2 separate regions of the Takifugu rubripes genome follow, and region 2 is linked to region 1. A link is a contact called in public Hi-C data. All regions are on one chromosome and are shown on one strand. The core of a region is the stretch at or near the end of the contact, and the rest is flanking DNA. Distances in the headings are between cores, read along the strand shown. Region 1 holds the start of kpna6 (karyopherin alpha 6 (importin alpha 7)). Region 2 holds the start of khdrbs1b (KH domain containing, RNA binding, signal transduction associated 1b).

Evidence for each region. A called contact is a pair of places that touch in the nucleus more often than the background predicts.
Region 2: a Hi-C map of muscle shows a contact between it and region 1, with 4 times the contacts expected there. The contact joins the promoter of khdrbs1b here to the promoter of kpna6 in region 1. A contact is called at or near these places in 2 of 2 Hi-C or Micro-C datasets (muscle and an unstated tissue).

Annotation. Positions count from the first base shown.
Region 1 is chr12:6,003,725-6,008,334 of fTakRub1.2, reverse strand. It overlaps kpna6 (karyopherin alpha 6 (importin alpha 7)), which reads left to right and starts at 3,286. Exons shown (of 14, transcript XM_029844955.1): 1 at 3,286-3,406. The coding sequence starts at 3,403.
Region 2 is chr12:6,154,289-6,159,096 of fTakRub1.2, reverse strand. It overlaps khdrbs1b (KH domain containing, RNA binding, signal transduction associated 1b), which reads left to right and starts at 1,352. Exons shown (of 11, transcript XR_964935.2): 1 at 1,352-1,815; 2 at 3,144-3,265; 3 at 4,778-4,808.

The sequences.
Region 1 (4,610 bases), core at 2,037-4,536:
CTGGGTGTCTGTGAAAGTGTGGCCACATAGGCCCTCATTACCTCCCCTCTCCAATCACAGGGTGGATTTATGGCCACCACAGGGAGGCTGTGAAAGCCCCAAAGCAAGGCAGTTAGGTGCTCCAACACATCTGCAGCCATTTACACGTCACCTTTTATGTCACCCCCCTCCTATTCGGACGACCGCAGCGGCGGCGGCGGCAGAGCTGGAAACGCTGGAGAGGAAACATCAAACGACATTAATTAAAGCATCTGAGCCACAGTTGAAGCTGAATAATTTGAGGTCTATTTTTATTTTGTCTGCGATGCTATCTGCAGCGGAAAGAGAGAGAGCTGCGACTCGGGAAACCTGCACAGCATCAGAGCAGCACCAGGGAGACAGAATTGGCAAGTTTTGAATTTAGACAGAGCTAAATTCCAAGGTGGTGGTAGCTCCCTCTGTTGGGGACTGGGCTTAGAAGTGGAGGGTTCTCAGTTCAAGTCCCAGTGCAGGCAAACCATGGAAGGTGTTGTGGTAGTGGGGGAAGGGGCTGGAATACCTTCAGAGCACTGCCAAAATACCCTTGAGCAAGGTACAAATGCTTGTATAGGGCTCTGTGGTGAACTGGAGACTCATCCAGTGGGAAGACTCTGCCTTTACCCTTCCTGTGCCCCTGAAAGAGATAAAGCAGTTAAGAAGACTGGAGAATTTACTAATTCCTTTACATCTGCAGAATGCAGTTACACCGACAGACCTCCGTGTTCATTAACTGGGGCACTTGTTAATTGTGCCACATTGATCTGTGTGCCCCATCAACAATAGGAACCCAGCGAGCATCACTTTTTGATGCACGCTGTTGGACCTCGATTATGCTGACAGCAAATTATTCAGTGAGTCACCCGGCCGACTGGGAAGACGGTCCTCATCTGCCACCCTTCCTGATCAACAACACCCTGAAGCAAACTTGGGGGTCTACAATGCCTCTCTCATATCACTCCTTCTTTATGGCCTCTGAACAACCCCGTGGCAGCCTGGCTGGATAGATTCCAAGGATCAAGGGATGAAAATAAGTTTCAGCCCGTTACCAACGCGACCCAACAACCTCCTGCATCAAGACAGCGCTGGCGTGGTCGGGCCACCTCTACCTGGAACACCCAAGGACAGACCCAAGATTTAAAGCTGTGACCCAGAAGCAACGTTGACCTTTGGAAAAGCCCAGCTTGATTTAAACACGCAGACCACTTTAAAAGCCCGTCCTGATTAATGATAGAAATAATTTCATTGGCGTTTCAGGCAACGAGTATGAAGCGCAGCAAGACGGCGCCGCCTCGGCGCACAAGCGTTGCCATATTTGTTCATCGTCAGTGTCATTTTCAGCTGTTTCGGCTCCCTCGCTATGGATATGAGTCTCTTACCCGGCGCTAAAAGTTACACATTAGCATTCAATTGAGTCCTCCTCAAATCTCCTCCTCACACACAAAGAATGATTGAGTGATCCGTGCGAATATTTCAAAATCACCCGCTCAGCATCTTACTTATCGGCCCAGCCACCTGGTAGGTGTCAGAATGCCAGGGGGAGAAGGAGAGCGGGCGAGGGAGCATGGGGGGGGGCTCAAATACAGATAAAAAGTAAGGAATGGACAGCACTGAATGGATTTCCACCTCTATATTATAAAGACCCATCTCTTTTTTTTCATTCTTCACATGCAACGCCGCTCCCACCCAGTGCCGACGCTTCGGTGAACCGGCCATATTGTCCTGTTGGCGTCGCTGGATTCAGGGACAGCTTCCCCCGGATGTATTTGCTCGGCCAAACAGGCACCGGCACGATCAAACGTGACCGACTTGCCTGGCAGAGACACTTTCTGTGGCGTCTTGTTCTCGGCGTGTCGACGTGAGTGGCACGTTTTACTTTGCAGCTTTATTTTTAGACGAGAGGTGAGGCGCGTGGGGCAAAAACAGGGCAGATACAGAGTTGATAAATCTCTCGACACACGGCTTCATAAAGCTGGTGAATGCTTTTTTTTCTCCACAAGCCGTCTGCTCTGTTGCACTCTGGGAAATAATGTTGATGAAGTAGCAGTTTATGAACACCTAGTCTGATCGTTAATTCGTTGAAAATGCGATCTTTCAATATCGCTGACTCACACCGGATGGGTAATGGTCATTAACGTGGTCAGGGGAGCTGTTCCTGTTCATTAATTTAGACCCTTTTCCCTTTATTTCCAGTCATTTTCAGTTTCGATGGGAAAAAAATAGGACATTGATTGCAGCGGTAATTATAGCGGCTGAGAGGAAAAAATAGTTTGAGGGACCAGAACTCAGTTCCTACACTTGTTTAGGTCTTGCTATTCTATTACAGAGGCAGCCTGTACTCTGTGGCATTGAGTAATGGATAGCCTTTGCCTCGCTGTAAAGTGTAGAACGCGGTATGATGTGCTTCAGCAGGCCCAGAAATGAAAAAAAGGTTTTAAAGAACTCGCAATGGAGAAACAGGGAAATCAGCCTGATGAGCCCAAGTTGCAGCCCTGCAGGTCGGGTCACAGAGACCATTTGAAAGCCATAAATTAAACCAGAATATGCGCAAGATATATATCAAGAGAGATGCTTTCTGGCAAAGCTGCGTCTTTTGATTCATGTTTCCCTCAGTGCACCTGGTCAAGGCTGGAATTCATCGGTCCTCATTGCTCGGCTGAGTGGAACTCAACCCCCAGCCCATGTGTGAGCCTCTAATAATGTGGACCTATGAGCAATATTTATTTGTTCTTTCTTTTGTCTGCTGTGAAACTGTAATCATGGGAAGGTGTGCCACTGAGCTTGACCTCTCACACCCCTTGGAATTACAATCACCCTTGCAGCAGCGGACGCCGCCTCATGAGCAGTTGCATGTTGCTTGTGCAACATTGCCCCCTAACGTTTTTATTTCCCAGGTTTATCTCGTCAGACCGCAATGGTGCTCGGATCAAACGATGTCACAGTATCGTGAAGTAGTAAATTAAATATTTGCCTTCATATCATCAGCAAACCCACCATGGATGCATCTTACCTGTCCAATTTGCCAACACATGGGATGCGTCTATTTACACGCATGCATACATTATCTATATATAAGTATATACATATATTTTTTGTATTAAAAAAATCAAGAAAGAAAGAAACAAACAGAAAAACAGGATAGGAACACGTAGATGTGTATGATGGTAAAGTATTCAATGCAAAGCTATGCCGTCCATATTCACCTGGTTTTCATAAAGGCGGCGTCAGCCTCGTGCGCCCTCTGGTGGCCGGAAGTCGCTACTCTATTTTGACGTTTCCGCCTCCGGCAGACATATTGCTTTCACGAGCAAATTCTGGAAAGCTACAACAGATTTACAATCCATTTGTGTCTTTACAACTCGATACATTCAGCCCTCATAGGACATAATGGGTAAGGATTTCTGCACTTTGGCATCATAGATGTGATTCCAGCTGACAAAATGGTCGGCCGTGCCGTCTTAAATAGTGATTATGAAATTGTACCCGTTGCTGTGGCTCATTTATCTTAGTGAGCTTACTTAGCTAGGTCGACAGCTAACGCTGCTACGTAGTAACGCAAGGTTAGTTGTTATTTCATACTAGTCAACTGTGTCTATTCCCAATTTGTCTTTTGTCATGTTACATACGAAATACATCGACAATATTACACGCAACATTTGCTGCCATGTGTTGCTAACTTAAGTAAACTTGGCTAACTATTAGAATGGCACTGTAATCTTTCAGGTCTTTTGTAGGTAACTTGGATGTGAAATCGTGTCACGTTAGTTTAATGATTTCAATGTGGATGCGTGTTGTGTGTTAATATCTCGTTAACAATGGTTAGATGTCTTCCTCCGTTTATTTGAGATAGGCGTTAAAATGGCAACGCAACCGTAACGTTAGCATCGACTGCGGAAGGTACGTTTCACCATGATGTGTCGTGTTTTGTGTTTCTGTGCGGCAGGCCTTAATCATAACACCAATATTATGATTCGTCATGAAAAACAACTTGGTTTTTTTCAGTAGGTATGACTTAATGTAGCCACCTTTTCCACTCGGGCACGGATTTGTGCTCACTTAAAGGTTGGCTCCAGCATTAGCTTAACGCTTAGCTAACTGTTAGCTGGATCGCTCGGAATCGTGCTTCAGACCAAACCTCCCTGAAAAGAATTTCTTTAGCTCTTAATCAAGACCTGAAACCTGAACACGATCTACTGAATTCCATACTCATAGAATAGTTAATTGTCTGGCAGCGCCGTAGCTAATATAGGTCGCTGGAGATGACAGTGCGTGTGATCGAAACGCAGTTTCCACGTTAATTGAGGTTTGGGTTTCTTCGTTTGTCTCTCTTCCCCATGTTCTGCACAATAAACTTCAGAATCCCCTCACAATCTGTGTTTATGTGTTGTGCACGCATGTGACTTCCCCATCTGGCGAGATTGTGAGCGCACACGGGTGGATCGTGAACCCGGTTGTGCCAATGTCCCTTAAACATTAACATGACCTCGATTCGGTTTAATTGGTCCTCAACCGTCCTCTCATCGTGATAAAGGAGACATATGGTGCAGAAGCCTCGGTGTCTTCTCCTCTCCCCATTTCCATTGTTTTTTAACTCC
Region 2 (4,808 bases), core at 103-2,602, 150 kb before region 1:
TTGAATAGGTTTTGTTTGTGTGTTTACGCCTCTCCATCTGCCCCTGTTTCCCCCAGACTCCGGCTCTACGTGCTAGGGGACGGGGAAAGGCTGCACAGGCAGAAGGCAAAAGTGTGAACTATCCGTTTGGAATTCCTCCACCTGCCAGAACGAGTCTTCCTTGTGTGATCCAGAGGAGAGGCAGCTCACGTGCTCTTCATTTTCTCCCTGACAAGAGGAGTCAGGACAACCTTGCAAACCCCCGACACCCATAACACAGTAATGGTCAGAGGGAGATCAAGCAGAACACTGAACACAGCCTGCGCTGGTCTTTGGCCTTTCATAAGTGTTTATTGCAAACAATTTTTTCCTTCATTTGTTCTGAGCAGATGCATTCCTGAGAACAGCTGTGCTCCGGTGTAATGGCGTTCACTCCAGCAGTTGATTGACAAATGACCTTTACGTGCGCTTCAGTGACAAGAGCACCCACCTGTGAATAAACCACGCTGTATGCTCAAAAGACCAAGCACCTAAGACATTTTCCTGCTGCCAGTGTTATAAGCATCAGCCTTGCCGTTACCTCTGACCTCTGGTGAGACGGATTCATCCCCGCAGAATCAATCCGATCATATCTAAAATCAATGTATGATGTGACGATATGTATCCCACAGACTTTCCCTCCTCCTACACCCCCAATTAGGCCTTTGCGATTTGGAGTGAACAGAAATGTTAAGATGAATGGGTAGAGTAACTATCAGTGCTTGGCTTCTCTGGGTTGAAAGGTTGCAATGAGCTACTCTACCGCTAAGAGGCAGTAGAGAACCAAGAAATACTGCCTCTATCTATCTATCTATCTATCTATCTATCTATCTATCTATCTATCTATCTATCTATCTATCTATCTATCTATCTATCTATCTATCTATCTATCTATCTATCTATCTATCTATCTATCTATCTATCTATCTATCTATCTATCTATCTATCTATCTATCTATCTATCTATCTATCTATCTATCATTTGGATTTGCAAAGATGATGAGGGCTTTGGGATAAAAATACAAATATGACCTATAATACCTTTGCACGTGTTCTCTTAATCATACATTACTGACTCAAATTAACAACGGTCTTAGAGCGTGTCTCTGCTGTGAAGTAGATAAACACAATTTGAATCAATCGGTAGTAGCAACACGTGTTTGTTTGTTTGTTTGTTGCCAAATTTATTATGGAAATTGTAAATTAAGTACTTTCTTTTAGGATTACGGACCTGGTTTCTTGTGTGCACCCCGAGCTGAGGGACTATGATTCCTGAAATCATAACACATCCTCACAGTCACACCCAAAGCGGCAGCAGATCGCGCAGATTAGCGTTATCGCTCTTGGGGGCGGCGCGCAGCCGCGCGGCGGCGCACTGTAGGCGGCGTCAGTCGGAGAACTGCGTCCTTCTGAGCTCACTTCCGCCGGCTTGAGTCGAATCCCTCTTCTTCTATCTCGCCGCTTTTGTTCTCTCAGTTCCAGTCGAGCGCCGCTGCAAAGAAGAGGCTCCCCGGCCGTTGGAAGAGAACGTAGCGGTGCAGCCCGTCGCAGAAACGCGCCGGTAGCCACATGCGAAGCGCCGTCCCCGCAGCGGATACGCGGCGTTCCTTAGTTACATAACTGGGATACTTTTTATCCTGTCATTTTTTGGGGTTTTCCACCTTTTGCAGCGAAACTGCCTCCCCTGTTTTAAAACTGAAAAAATGGAGAACGGCGACAAATATCTCCCTGAGCTTTTGGCGGAGAAGGACAGCCTGGATTCGTCGTTCACGCACGCCATGAAACTTTTAAACGCAGGTAAAGTTGACAGCTTGTTTAATTCGGGAAGGGAGTGTGAAGTTGGGGGGGACGACGATGTGCACTTTTATCACCCCATCTCCGAGCGGACGTCGCTGCCCCGTCCGCCGCAGCGCGTAGCGGTTTCGTGGCTCGGTGGGTGAAGCGTAATTACGCGGTAACTCTCTTCCGAAACCAGCTGCGACACTTCTGAGCGAGACAAGTTTCTGTCCCTTTTCCTCCGCTGGTCTGTGACGTGTGGTTTCAACTCTCCAGCGGACAAACGGTGGCTTGTTCTCCGTTTTGGAGCCCCTGTTGGGCTCATTGTCTGGCAGCTGCGTTGCGCAACGACACATAAATGTGCGCAAATCGCGACCACTGTTGGACGGGGGGGATCACCCCTTTCTGTTGACGGCGATTGAAGCCACGCTGTCGCTCCGTGGTTGCCGGAGTGTCCTTGAGCAAGAGCCCGAGCTCTGGCTGCGCCGGAGCTCTGCCAGGGAAGACAAAAGAAGAGATTCATGTCAGTCTTTCGCTTGTTCTGCTGGATGCATGTATGGTGGGGGGTTCTTTAGGGTGGAACACAAACAGTGCCCGGAAGTAAGATCTTTTGCAGTGACAGCTCTATTTAAGACACAAAACGGATGCAATTTTAAGGATTCATTTATAAGTTTTTGATGATGACGATGATGCTGTTGGCCCTTGGGGCTGTAAGCCATATTTGCTTAGAGGTCCTCAGTCTGTCCCCCCCCCCCACACACACACAGAGGTTAAACCTGTGTTTGGTCTGATTAGGATATGTAACCAGATAGCAAGTTCAAGAGGACAAAGAGTGCGATATGAACCAAACTGGAGGTTGAGGTTTTCCTCACACGTGGCTTCATTCCTGGTGAAATGCCGCTGGGCTCCAGGTGCTTCAACACGAGTCTGCGAAGATTATGTTTTCTCTGTACTGATGCATTGGCAGGAGTTGCGTTTGGACCAAAGCAGCGTGCTGATCTCTCAAAAAATAAGAAAACGGCCACAGGCTGTCACGATGGTGAGCACGTAGGCTGCAGCGCTCTGAGTTTTCCCTGAAAAGTGGCTGAATTGATTATTAACACTGACAAGATAATGGCCCAGATGACTAAACCGCTCGCGCTCCATTCAATGTCTTGACAAGATAACAAAAACATTTAAAGATGCGCTTATCACCAGCTGAAAACACCGTGTTTTGTAAAATAATAAGCAGCCACATGGAGTCTGAAGGGAATTTCAAAAAAATATTGCATGGCGCGGTAGGAAGAGGGTTTCTTTCTATGCATTGATATGTCCTCTTATCTAAACTATGACCCCCTCTCTTTGTCCAGAGATTGACAGAATCCAGAAAGGCGAAGCCAAAAAGGAGGCAGAAACATACCTGGACCTTTTCACAACAAAGAACATCAAACTGAAAGAACGAGTGCTCATACCTGTCAAACAGTACCCCAAGGTGAGATTTCTCTGCCCTTGCTTCGTTTTTCCTCCGTCCCTGTGATTTAAGTCATCCCTGCAGGCTGGTGTCACTTACACAAAGCCAGGGGGTTAGTTGAGACTCTCAAATTACTCTTCCCAGTCTCCATCTTTAAGCATCAGTGTGTAATTACTGCAGATATTGGCGTATTTTTAAAATCTGACCAAAGGGAAAGTGATTTTATAGTACCGATGACTTGGCGCTGGAGTGAAATCCATATTCCTTCAGACGACTGGATCTTTTCCTCCCTTTGTAATCAGCCAACGCTTCGTTTCAGAGTTAATTACAGCTTTTGTAGATCACGGGCCTTTTTCTTTGGTTTTAAACTAATTACAGTATATGTAGCAATTTGATAAGGGCAAGATGCTCAGCAATTAATCGGAATTGGTGAAAATGCGTTTATTGCTTGTATGACTGTGAGCAGTATCACGGCTGCTTTGAACTCGCAGCACAGATATTAAAATAATCATCATAACCACGGTGTTATTGCAAAGGGATTCAATGGCGTGAACAACCTTTGCAAATAAGTGCCACTCAAAGCAAATGAAGACTTTAATGACTTGATAATGGCTTTATCTGCATGCCCTTATGAACGCTTTAGATTCAGCCTGGAGCAGCAACAGTTGTACGTGGAGTTGGATCAGACGTCATATTTAAGTACTAACTAATAGATCTTGCCTGCTCCCTTGCTAACGTTGACTTCTTTTTGCTGTAGTTCGGCATTTGAACCTCAAAATGTGTGCAAATATCAGCTTTAGAGGCTGCGCTCATCAATATTGCAGCGTTCCAGGCAGCGTTTTGTTGAATAAATAACGCACTTTTGGTCAAGTGGGACACATGTAAAAGGGAATTGTGCTGTAATGCCCTTGCTTTGATGGGTTTCATTACTATGTAAATAATCATAAATAACTGACTTCGGGGTATGCAGATTTGCATTTCTCTGATGACTTCAGCACGGTCCTTGTGTGGCATGTGACGAGGTGTGTTTATCAGATGCACGGCTACGCGGGGTTGTATTACACACGCTAATAAAGAGTGGGGACGGAATTTGTCCTTTAAACTGATGCTAATGTCTATTTGCATATTCCTCCCTTCACACGTGGAATTTATTTGCATCATTTGGAGCCGGTCGGCCTGCCGCCGCAGCTATTTTAGACATTTTGCGCAACATTCTGGGACTCTTGTTTACCTCTGTGATAAACCACACTTCTCAGAGATTTTTCCCTCAGGAAGTCAGCCTGAAATAATATCTACACTTGCTCTCCCACCTGGAGCATCCAATCAATATGATGCAGTAGTCTGGTCTGTGGCGTCCTGCGTTCCCCGCGAGGCTGCCTCAGACTCACTCTTGGTTGCGTCGGGCGCGACGGAGCTGGTGACCTTCTTTAAACTCGCATGGCGGCAGCACGAGGGGCTCCACAGCGACGGCCGGCCGCATCGCTCTGGCTTCGACTGCTAATCCGCCTTTCCTCGGTTTTGTGTTCCGGTCAGTTCAACTTCGTGGGGAAGATTTTGGGACCTC